3 separate regions of the Mus musculus genome follow, and regions 1 and 2 are each linked to region 3. A link is a contact called in public Hi-C data. All regions are on one chromosome and are shown on one strand. Each heading gives the region's core, a stretch centred on a gene start, on an enhancer-like site or on the middle of the called end of the contact. The rest is flanking DNA. Distances are from core to core; before and after follow the strand shown. Region 1 overlaps Sv2c (synaptic vesicle glycoprotein 2c). Region 2 has its middle 36 kb from the start of Poc5. Region 3 has its middle 43 kb from the start of Gm29543.

Region 1 (4,032 bases), core at 561-3,060, 130 kb after region 3:
AAGAGATCGATTCACACACCACTCCTCTGGATCCATGTGTGGGAAAACCCATGGCCTGATTATAAGACTATGAGAAACTCTGCTTTAACAAGGAAACTTTTGTAGAAATATAACTCTTTAGCCTCCCAATCAACAACTTAAAGACACTCTTTTCACAATGTTAATAGGCACTGCAGTTACTTTTTAATGAAGTAAGGCATGCAGAGTGGTTTCCGAGTTTGAAAAGTTACCACCAACTCTTGCTCACAGACTACACAGCAGCAGGACACAGTTTTGTGGACCAAAGCCAGGGTAGACCAACATATTCCTCTCTGACATATGAACATTCACCTACAACAAATGTTTTTCAGAATATTGTCAGGCTATGCTGAGCAGACTCCATGGACACAGGAGTCTGCATGTACAGGACAACTGCTCCACATGTGAACTGCCTGAGGGAAGATAGCCATCATACTTTAAAACAAACAAACAAACAAACAAACAAACAAACAAAAAACCCAGTAGAACCAGCTATAATTACAATGGCTGACTCAATAGACTGATGACTTGACTCTGTAAGCAGATCCAAAAGTCAGATAGAGAGCTATTAAATTCTTACCTGATCTATATACACGGAGAGGTTCCATACCGAATGAACCAAACTTTCACTCACATCTTTAAAAATGATCATGGCCCCTTAGTCAAGTACCAGGCTGGTGCCACTTTATATACCCAAAATCCTCTCGAAAGGCAGAAGCCAGGTCCCTCTGAAGAAGGTTGCTACTATGTCACTGAAGATTAATTGTGAATATTTTTCACAATCTTCCCCAAAGGGGATGACTTATGCGTCAAGAAAATAAATAGATAGATAGATAGATAGATAGATAGATAGATAGATAGATAGATAGATAACAGTAGGCTTCCCCGAGTTGACTGGATAATGACTGGATTCTAGTTGAACAAAGTGACATCAGAGTCTACCAGCGATGTTTTGTTAGTTCAGGTAATTTGTTAGTTCAGAACTCCATCCTGTGCTTGCTTGATTCTAAGGTTGCAGAATTTTCTATTGGGAGAGATGCACCTGGCAGTCGCAGAGTAACATTTGGCAGAGCATCTGCCCGCCAGATCCATTTATTTTAAACTTTAAAACATAAAGAGAAGTCCTGGTCACCAAGCTCACACTCTGCATGTTGCAGATTTAGAGCCAGGAATGATTATCATCAGTCCCACTAACTTGCAACATCTTAATTAAATCACCTGGACATTCCAAATCCAAGGCTTGATTGTCTTCCTCCTGAATTCTGTTTGTGAATGCAAACGGGATTGAAGGGGGTTTCCATGTAGGCTGAGATATGCCTGCACTTATGGCTTCACTGTCTCTAAATAGACACATATGCTCCTGTGTGTTCTCGTCCCCTCCAACCCCTTAGATAGAGTCATTCTATGAGGCGCAGAATGAATGACCTCAAGCACATGACCCTCTTGCCTGCCTCGGCATCTTGAGAGCTGGCATCATAGATGTGACTACCAGGCTTAGCATCTCCAGAGCTGGTATCATGGGTGTGCACTGCCAGGCTTAGCATCTCAAGACCTGGAATCATAGGTGTGCACTGCCAGGCTCAGATTTTTGCTTTTTTTTTTCTTTTCACCAAGCTGGGTCTTGAGTTGTATCTTCTTATGAAATAACGATATCCAGCTGACATACATGATCTCTGTGGTTTTTAAATGTTTATTCTGTCCAAATAAAGATTTTCCTGCTGGGCACATTGGTGTTTGTTGGGGTAAGGAGTGAGACCTCGCGCATTGTCCATCTGTCTTTTATTTTCTCAGATGAATCTCACACCAAGGCAACACATGTCCCTCTTATCTGTTGTTACCGACGATTAGAAAGCTGGGAAATGGAGTTGGCACCATTGATTCATTTTCATTTGCCCTGGAATTAAATTATTTGTTTCCAGTCACTGTTAATTAAGGGGATAATAATGTGTTGGACGCCAGGCAATGTCAGAACTAAGAGCTGCTCACTGAGGGACGGTTGAGCATGATGATCAGGAGGAAAATAGAATAGCAACAGAGATGAGAGTGAAATGTCTTTGTTCCTGTGTGTTGGAAACAAAAGAAAGGTCATGTCTCCCAATGTGGGTGGAGCCGAGTCATGTGTACTTTAAAGCTGTAAGCAGAATGCATTAGCTGACTTAGCTGATGGTGCCAGCAAGAACACAGTGGCTGTGCAGAATTCCTTGCCACCAACTATGATTCTTCCATGAGCTTTATTTTCACAACTGTTTTACAAAAATGTTTTCCCTTAATTAAAGAAAATCAAGGCAGTAGAAAGGCTGTTGTTTCCAAATGGTCCCCAGTCCCTGGCATTGCTGATTTTTAGTCTGACTTAGAACTATACAATCTTCTGCTTAATAGTGTTTTCTCCTAAGAAATAATTTGCTGATCATATCAAAAAAAGTAAAAATTGTGTGTTTTTTTATTATTTTGAGACTTTTAAAATATATTTTATCAAATATCTGAATTGTGGTTGCTTTGGGGGAGGTGATGGGCTCCGCAGTTTATGTGAATTGACTCACCTAAACCTCATTGGTTCCCATGAGGAAATACTATCATGCAGGTATGATTATCTATATATTATAGATGATGAGGGTAAGGCATATTAAAGTGTGGTAGCTACCCAAGGGCACACAGTGAGTGATCTAGCCAGCTTTCAAACCCACGCTGTCAGGCTCAAAAGCTGATGGTCATACCCACCAGGCTTGCTGTATCTAAAATTCTACCAGAAATGATTCTTGACTGTGTACACCAAACCCTAAACATGATGGCTGCTGCTCCTTAAAGATTGATTAATTGATTGATTGATTGATTGATGTACATGAGTGCTCTGTCTTCATGCACTGTTCTTTGCATATGCCCCTAACGCTCCTCTGAATAAAAACTGCTAGAGCCTGGTCCTGGTGGTTTCTGAGTCTTGCTTATCATCTGCCCAGAACATGTAACTTTACAGTGAGTCTCCCACCTCCTCCTTACTTATTTTTCACATAATTTCTCAGTTCCTAACATAAATGAAAGGTGGAGATAAAAGGATTGTTTGATAATTACACTGTGGAGAAGCTAGAATCAAAGTAGTTAAAATATTCTTTATACTCATGTGTTTGTGCGTTGTATACATTGGGTGCCCATGTGGAGGCCACAGCTTGAAGTCTGGATGTCTTCCTCTATTGCTTTTCTGCCTTATTTTTGGGGGCAGAATCTCTCACTGAACCCTGAACTTACAGTTTCAGCTAAACTGTCTGGCCAGTTCATTGCCCAGAATTCACCTGTCTCTGCCTCTCAGTGGTGGGATTATAGACATATGTTACCAAGCCTGGCTTATTATATGGGTGCTGGGGATGCAAACTCGGGGTTTCATGACTTCACTTTACCCACTGTACCACCACCTCAGCCCCTAGAATAAAATTATTTTCTGTCACATGTTTACTGAAGAATTAAAAGTGGAACAAAATTACTCAGTAGAATTCTGCAATAATTTGAAAGAGAATGTCCCCCATAAGTCTCATATATTTGAATGCTTGGTCCCTAGTTGGTGGAACTGTTTGGGGAGGATTAGGAGGTGGGCCTTGTGTGTCACTAAGGCCTTGCTGTTTTGGAGAATTTAGTCAGTGATTGATTGACTCTGTTACTTTGGGGCCTGTGGCAAAGCAGTACATAAAAAAGAAGGTAGCCTGTGGTAGAGTAAACTGCTCACCTCATGCAAGCTGGGAAGTAAAAAAGAGAGATCTTGGAGGAGAACCTAGAACTACTTTACTAAGAAGCACAGTCCCTAACTAATAAATATTTGTCTTTATGCCCACAGAGAAGTATAGTCCTCCCACTCATCAAGGAAGTTTTCCTTTTGACATATGAAGACTGCTACAGAAAGCCATAACCAATCAAAATACAGAGTTGTGGAGCCCAGTCCTAACTGACACATCTAAGGCCCCCACACCAGGAACAGGGAACATTACAGAGAGGGGACAGGGGATTGTAAGAGCCAGAGGATCAGGGCGT
Region 2 (4,043 bases), core at 1,512-4,011, 180 kb before region 3:
TTTAAGAAAAGTGGTTGTGGGCCAACACAACACTTCCCAGAAAAAAAGTGGTGTTCCTGCTCTCTCTTTAAAAAACAATACTGATGTGGTCTGTAAGCTAGTGTGGGAGCTAATAGGCTTCACTGCAGTGTTTCATACATACTTTGCTTTGGTTGGCCCCCTCCTCATTCTCTTCTCCCTTCTGCCCTTTCACCTCAGTAATTCCCTTTGACCTTCCATGTCACATGTATTCTGTCACCCTCAACCCCACTCCCTTAAACCATTTTCCTCTCTTTGTGGTCTATTTTCTATTTTCATGACATTTGACCACACCCACATATACACTAAATTAAAAGCTAGGATCCACATGTGTACGAGAACATGTGGTATTCATCTTTCTGAGTCCTGATTTTTTTCTTCCTCAATATATTCTCTGGACCCATTCACCTTCCTGAAGATCTCATTTTTACTCACACCTCAATAAAATTCATTCTGTCTATGTACCACGTTTTCATTATCTAGCCATCTGTTGATGGACATGTAGGTTGATTTTATTTTTGCTCCTGTAAGTAGTACAGTAATAAATATGGATGTGCAAAGACCCCTTGGGTAAGATATATAGTCTGTTGTGTATGTACCCAGGAGTGGAAGGGTTGGGTCTCACAGTATTTTTGTGGTTTTGAGAACTTCCACAATGGTTTCCATGAGCCTACGCCCGCTTATGCCCATTCTAGCATAGAGTAAATGTTCTTTTCCTCACACCATGGCCAGTCTTTGTTGTCTGATGACAGCTGTTCTGAATGGGGAGACAGAATTTCAAATTATTCTTTTAAAATAAAAAGATTTACTTACCTTTATGTCTGAGTAATCTGAGTACACTCCTGCGTGCCAGACGAGGGAATCTGATCACATAGATGCTTTCGAGCCATCATGTGGTTGCTAGGAATTGAACTCAGGCCCTCTGGAAGAGTAGCCAGTGTCCTTAACCATGGAGCCATCTCTCCAACCCCCCTCAAATGATTCTTAATTTGCATTTCTGTACAGTTTAAAGATGTTTAATGCATTTAAATATTTATTGCTCATATTTTTTTTCTCTTTTAAGACTTCTTTAATTTTTTTCCATTTATTGATGTGATGATATTTTGGGCATTCTGGTGTGTTTAACTTTGCAGTAATTTATATTCTATATATTAACTTCTTGTTTCAAGTATAGCTTGCAAAGATGTTTCTCCCATTCTGTAGCCTGCCTTTTCGCGTGGCTGATATTTCCTTTGGTGTGCTGAATATATTTGAATATTTTGTGTAATCCTATTTCTCAGTTCCTAGGGTTATCAAGTTTGCATTTTGAGCCTCTATTCTGGCAGATAGCAAGAGCTAAATGCTAGGTTAAGATCTCCTGTCTTCTTTTCTACAGGGTTCACACTGTGGGCCGCCGAGGCACTGGAATGGAGTGGGCCTCTGACATGGAATCACTTTGCTTCTCAATTTCTCCCTCTCCCCAGCTGCAGCTGAAACACCCTCCTGTGAGTCAGGGAGAGAGGCTAATAGGACAAGCAGCAAAGATGGAAGGAGCTGTCCTCCGTTGCCACTCATAGACTGCCTGGCCTCCAGCTGGTCCCTCCTACCAGTTCCACAACTCACCGTGTAGTCAAATAGTGTGTGAGATGTGTCGCATAGGAACGAGGACCCAGGAGGCAGTGCGAACAGAAATGAGGGTGCAAAACTAGTAGGAAGGGTAGGCAAGCATGAGCTGTTAGCCATGGCTGGGTTAACAGGCAAGCTTGCTAGCTACTCCTAGTCAGAGATGTCCTGGTTTTCAATAGAATTCTTCCTTTCACTATATATGTCAATGTATAGATCTGTCAACATTTTAAATATTTAAAATATGCTCTATAATATATTATCTTATATACATAAATATATAATGTATAATTTATATTTTGAGCCCTCCTGTATGACAATCATATATGACTTTATTTCATTATCTATCAATCACTTATTCATTCCATTCATAAAAAGAGCAGTTAAAAATCAAAATGTGGGCTGGAGAGATGGCTCAGTGGTTGAGAGCACTGGCTGCTCTTCCAGAGGTCCTGAGTTCAATTTCCAGCAACCACTTGGTGGCTCACGACCATCTGTAATGAGATCTGATGCCCTCTTCTGGTGCATCTGAAGACAGCTATAGTGTACTTATATATAATAAATAAATAAATCTTTAAAATAAAATCAAAATGCAAGTTGGGCATGGTAGTGCACGCCTTTAGTTCCAGGGCTTGGGAGGCAGAAGCAGGTGGATCTCTGTGAATTGGAGGTCAGCCTAGTCTATGTAGTGAGTTCCAGGATAGCCAAGGCCACACAGTGAGACCTTATCTCAAAACAAAATACACACACACACACACACACACACACACACACACATACACACACCCCAAAACCCAATACAAACAAAAACCAACCAACCAACCAAAAACACCCCAAACCCACCTCTACAAACAAAACAAAACAGAAAATCAAATGCAAATAAGGTGTTTCGGCATATACCAATGATGTCACCACAACATGTAGCTTGGGAGAATACAGGCAAATGTTTTCCTTGGCCCAAGTCCGCCTAAACAACTGTGCATGCTTTGATTTCTTCTGGAAGAAAAGTCTGCTGCCCATTCTGTCCGTTCCTTGGAGAAAGCAGAAGGCAGCCCGGCCAGGTCTCCTTAGCGTGGTCTTCACGGCAGCCTGGTTCGTGCAAGGCACACGTCGCCATTTATTTCCAAAGCTGCTGTTTGTGCTGTTATTTTTCTTTCCATCTGATTCACTCTGAGTCATAGGAAGACGTTCTCATTGTGATGGGGTGCACTGCAGAGACGGCTGACTCGCTTGTTCCACACCATTAAATTCTTGCTTGTGTCTTTCAATCAGAAATGGTTTGGCAAGTCACAGTGCAGGAAAAAAGGGGGCATGACAGTTCTGCCTGGGCGGATTCAAGCTAGGAAGAAAAGGAGTAATGAAAAGATTTCTGGTTTGTTTTCACAGGAAAAAAAATAGACAAATATGCTTGATAAGCGACTAAATCTCTCTGTCTGAAATGGTTCTTAAGCAACCAAGGGGTATTTCAAAAATCGCTCCTGATGAAGGATTTCATTATAGTACGCTGCATTCCCAGGCAGTCAGTGAGGGTTGGTGGGAATCACCATAGTGGAAAAAAAAAAAAGCATTGACAGATTTCACATATTCTTTGTTATCATCCTGCACCCAAATCCATTAGCTTATTATCCCCAGGCAAGGAACTGAAATCCTGTGTCAAACGGAAAGGAGGTGATTTTCCAGGATGCGGGAAGTTACTGTTCATTAAGAGCTTGTTGATGCTGCGCATAGCTTGAAAAATCTTAATTTGGACTAAAGTGGTCCCGGACTCAATGAGAATTCCTGCCAAGGAGCTAGGACAAGGGCAGTCTGCCCCTTAAGGGTATTAAAATCCAGGACAAGGCAAAAAGCGGTAGATTTTTCTCATCTCTCTCAAACCCAAGTGTGGTACATTTGGAACATGAGGACAATGGATTATAACCTCATATTTTGACATCCCTTTTGCCTTCAAACATTAACATTCAGTTGCTCTGCCATAGTAGTAATAATTCTACTCACAAGGGTGCAGGAATTGTGACACGGTAAGATGGTAGAGAAATGCAGTTTGTTCCATTAGTGGCCAACAATGGGAACTAAACGTGCTAGTGATTTAGAGTGCTTTGTATTAAGAAATGCACACACAAAAAATACATTTCTTTCATTGGGGTAATTTTACGTGAGTCAGTCTCTCTCTCTCTCTCTCTCTCTCTCTCTCTCTCTCTCTCACACACACACACACACACACACACTTGCCCAGCTTAACTGTACAGCTTGCAGTACGATCCATCCTCTCTGCTTCTGAATTCAGCTCACGCAGCCTGCTCGAAGGCTCCGAGGAGGGTCGAGCTGTTCTGAAATGGTCATCATGACCCATTACACTCTGCTCCTCATAGCCTCTGTTCCCAGTTCCATGTGATACTATGATTGTGAAAGAAAATATAAAATAG
Region 3 (3,570 bases), core at 371-2,870:
GAAGATTGTGGTATACATGTTCCCTTTAAGACAGCGCATTCTGCACTCTCTCACTCTCTGCACCTTGGCTACTTGAGGGTCACTAACTACTGTAAACACAAGATTCTCGGGTGAAGGTTAAGATGCATGGCTCCGTGGGAATAACAGTAAGTTGCCAAGAATCAGTTCAATATCATGGCTACTTAGCAGCATAAAAATAGTGGGTTCTCCCCCCCCCCCCCCCAGGGCCTATGACCTGTCTCGCCATAGGTTCTTGGCCTGGGACTGGTGCCAGGCATGGGTTTCATCCTGTGGAATGGAACTTATATCAAATCAGAAAGTGTTTGGCTCCTACCATGATACTTGTGCTACTATTACGCCAGTTGGGTATGTCTCTCCTGGGCAGTCATTATTATAGCTCAAAAGGTTTGTGTCTGGATATGACTGATGATCAATTTTCTCCTCTAGTAGCTTGAATGCACTTTCCTGCACTGTGGAAGCTAGCCAATCGGATAAAAGCTTTAGTCCTGTCCCAGCTTGATTTTCTACATCCTATGACTGAAGCCTGCCCGGTCCCCAGCAGTAGGGTTTGGCTGTCAATTTCTGAACTATAACCATGAGCAGTCGCAGTAGCTTGTAATGTTTGGGAGTCCATGGGACCTCTCTGAGTAATAATTCCAAAGGGAATAACTTGTACCAAGGGCTGTCTTAATTGTTATTCTTGGGTATTGGGTAGAGGCTTTTCTGCTTTCTTTTTTCACCAATTTGCCAGAGCTCTTTGTTAAGGATATTGTGATGGTTTGTATATTCTTGGACCAGGGAGTGGCACCGTTTGAAGGTGTGGCCTTGTTGGAATAGGTGTGACCTGGCTGGAGTAGGCGTGTCACTGTGGGTGTAGGCATAAGATCCTCACCCTAGTTGCCTGGAAGTCAGTCTTCCACTAGCAACCTTTGTATGAAGACATAGAACTCTCAGCTCCTCCTGCACCATGCCTGCCTGGATGCTGCCATGCTCCCACCTTGATGATAATGGACTGAACCTCTGAACCTGTAAGCCAGCCCCAATTAAGTGTTGTTTTTTTATAAGACTTGCCTTGGTCCTGGTGTCTGTTCACAGCAGTAAAACCCTAACTAATATAGATATTAATCCTTTTCCACATGTATTATAAATAAATTTCGGGATTATAAGTCATTGTCTTTTAAATTTGATTTTAGATGTAGTACCATCCCTTTATTTTGTAGGGTCCATTCTGTGGGGAAAAATTTAATACAAGATAAAAGGAGAGCATCTTGCTCAGAATTGTAACTTTAGCTGATAGTAGAGTAGAGCAAAGACAAGGCTCGGTTCCCCAGTGAGGGCTCCCCCTCAGCACTGCTCCAGGGAGCCAGTCTTCTCACTCTGCCCCATCCTACACTCCATCTGTGCATGTTTACAATAAAGAGGAAAGTCATCTTGAAAATGCAGGGCAGCAAGGGATAATAAAATATCGCAACATAAAAACGGAACACACGCCTTGAGTACATAGCAATTCTTTTTTACAATGCCCCTTTATAGTAATTCAAGCAACCAAGTAGCACGCTGGGAGATTGCTGGCCCGCTGGAACACTAAGGGGTATCAGAGATAGAGCAGATGGCTGTGGGGCATTCCTGACTGGGAATTCTGCCAGCGAGCATTCAGTCAAGAGGTGCAGAGTTACTCTGAGCAAGGCAGCCAGGAGACTAATATGCTCTGATGGCGTGATGCCTTTTTGCAAGCTGCAGGGCTGTTTATTCAAACAGTGTAGGAAACAGGCCTTTTGGAAGCTCCATCTAACATCTGAAGTAGCCCATTGCTTTGGAGTTCTCTTCCCTGTAAGAAAATGTATTAGAATAAACATTCTTTAAAATGTCATTTCATCTACTAAAAGTCTGTAATTTTGAAAAAAAAATCATCCAAAATTTATCCTCTATATTGAGACATTAAGCCCATGAACTTCTATAGGCACAATTTGCAACACTGTTTATAATACATGCTTGTAGCTGGAAACCCAGAGGAATGTGAAATGGTGACCAAGAACTTGTGTATTTGATAGAACAATAAATAAATAAATAGGAAAAAGAAAAGGTCTACCTGGTTTCTGTGTGGTCTCAAGGAAGCCAGTCAAAGCATTAACGTTTGATCATTTTCAATTAGGGTTGTGGGACGTGAATAGAGGAGATAATTTAAAACTACAGACCTAATCCAGGATTCTGATATAACCTTTTCTAAGGGATTTGGTCCCATTTACCATCTCCATCCAACGTGATGATTAGGTAGCCAATTTCTGTTAGGAAAGCTCTGTGATATCAGGGGTAAAATGGGCATAGAAAAGAGGTTGACTGACTTAAAAATCCAAAGAAATTTCTTCAAATTAGCTATTAGTCTGGGAAATACACACACACACACACACACACACACACACACAATGTAACTTCATGGAGAAGGAAATAAATACCTGGCTTTCCTATAAGCTCAGGAGTTAAAATGAAGATAGTCAGGGTAGTCTGCCTCTGTCCTTCCTTGGCCATTTGCCATAGTTTATTAGGGGTAAACGTCGGCAGAATGTCCGTTTAGAGTTTAATTTGTCATCCTTTACTAGAGCTATGTGTATATCCATCAGCTAGAGTCTGCCTTGGCAGCGAGTTCCTGAAGTGAGTGTGCTCTCAATATCAGCAACACTTTTAGAGTTTCACTGGATAGGATCCCCAGCTCCGGAGACAGATTTTCATCCAGGTGATCTTCGGCTCCAGTTTGAATGGGAATCACTGCATAGGGTTGAAAGCCCAAGGAAGCCATTTGATCGGGGAAATTTTATAATTACCTATTTCTTTTTTTATTAGGTATTTTATTTATTTACATTTTAAATGCTGTCCCCTTTCCTAGTTTCCCTTCTGAAAATCCCCTATCCCCTATCCCTTCCCCTCTCCCCCTGCTCCCCAACCCACCCATTCCCATTCCTGGCCCTGGCATTCTCCTATACTGGGGCATAGAATCTTCACTGGACCAAGGTCCTCTCCTCCCATTGATGATCGACTAAGCCATCCTCTGCTACATAAGGAGCTAGAGCCATGGGTCCCACCATGTGTTTTCTTTGGTTTGGGGTTTAGTCCCAGGGAGCTCTGGGGGTACTGGTTAGTACTTCTTAAAACAAACAAACAAACAAACAAACAAACAAAAAATTTCCAGTAAATTTTACATAACTAAAAAGGGTTTAATTCTTAATATACATAGCCATCAAGAGAGCTCATATAATCTTAGGAATAGACATTTACATACTTAAAGTGGGGTGATTAGTTTTCTAGAAAGGCAGATAGCTTTGGTCAGAGATTTGATTTCTTTCATTGTCAAGTCTCTTTTGGGAAAGTTTACATCTCTGCCTAAACATGAATTGTTTTCCCACCCATCCAAAGCCGTTGAGAGGGGCCAGTAGAAATAAGTGCTGCTGACTCATTGTGAAAAGTGATGTCACATGCGTTAGAGGAGACCTGCCCTTGATGGGGACATGGCTCAAGGCCATCACTTTGTGAGAGCTAGGAAGCCAAATCCACGCAGCTGGGCATATGCAATCTACC

What was found. Hi-C and Micro-C count contacts between places; a contact is called where the count stands out from the background.
Region 1: a contact with region 3 is called in a Hi-C map of the N1E-115 cell line, with 1.9 times the contacts expected there. The contact joins two enhancer-like sites. A contact is called at or near these places in 2 of 484 Hi-C or Micro-C datasets (the N1E-115 cell line and myocytes) and 1 of 9 other capture datasets (embryonic stem cells).
Region 2: a contact with region 3 is called in a Hi-C map of the N1E-115 cell line, with 1.6 times the contacts expected there. The contact joins two enhancer-like sites. A contact is called at or near these places in 5 of 39 promoter capture datasets (the 3T3-L1 cell line, 3T3-L1-derived adipocytes, the HPC-7 cell line and 1 more) and 1 of 484 Hi-C or Micro-C datasets (the N1E-115 cell line).

Annotation. Positions count from the first base shown.
Region 1 is chr13:96,043,594-96,047,625 of GRCm38.p6, reverse strand. All of the region lies in intron 3 of Sv2c (synaptic vesicle glycoprotein 2c), which reads left to right. Among named protein-coding and RNA genes, the nearest start is that of Sv2c, 87 kb to the left of the region's middle. Within about 2 kb of position 1,810, at least 4 of the 459 cell types and tissues checked have an H3K27ac peak or open chromatin away from gene starts, as enhancers often do. A contact at or near this core is called in the N1E-115 cell line, where this site is marked.
Region 2 is chr13:96,350,264-96,354,306 of GRCm38.p6, reverse strand. No RefSeq gene overlaps it. Among named protein-coding and RNA genes, the nearest start is that of Poc5, 36 kb to the left of the region's middle. Within about 2 kb of position 2,761, at least 23 of the 459 cell types and tissues checked have an H3K27ac peak or open chromatin away from gene starts, as enhancers often do. A contact at or near this core is called in the N1E-115 cell line, where this site is marked.
Region 3 is chr13:96,173,816-96,177,385 of GRCm38.p6, reverse strand. No RefSeq gene overlaps it. Among named protein-coding and RNA genes, the nearest start is that of Gm29543, 43 kb to the right of the region's middle. Within about 2 kb of position 1,620, at least 55 of the 459 cell types and tissues checked have an H3K27ac peak or open chromatin away from gene starts, as enhancers often do. A contact at or near this core is called in the N1E-115 cell line, where this site is marked.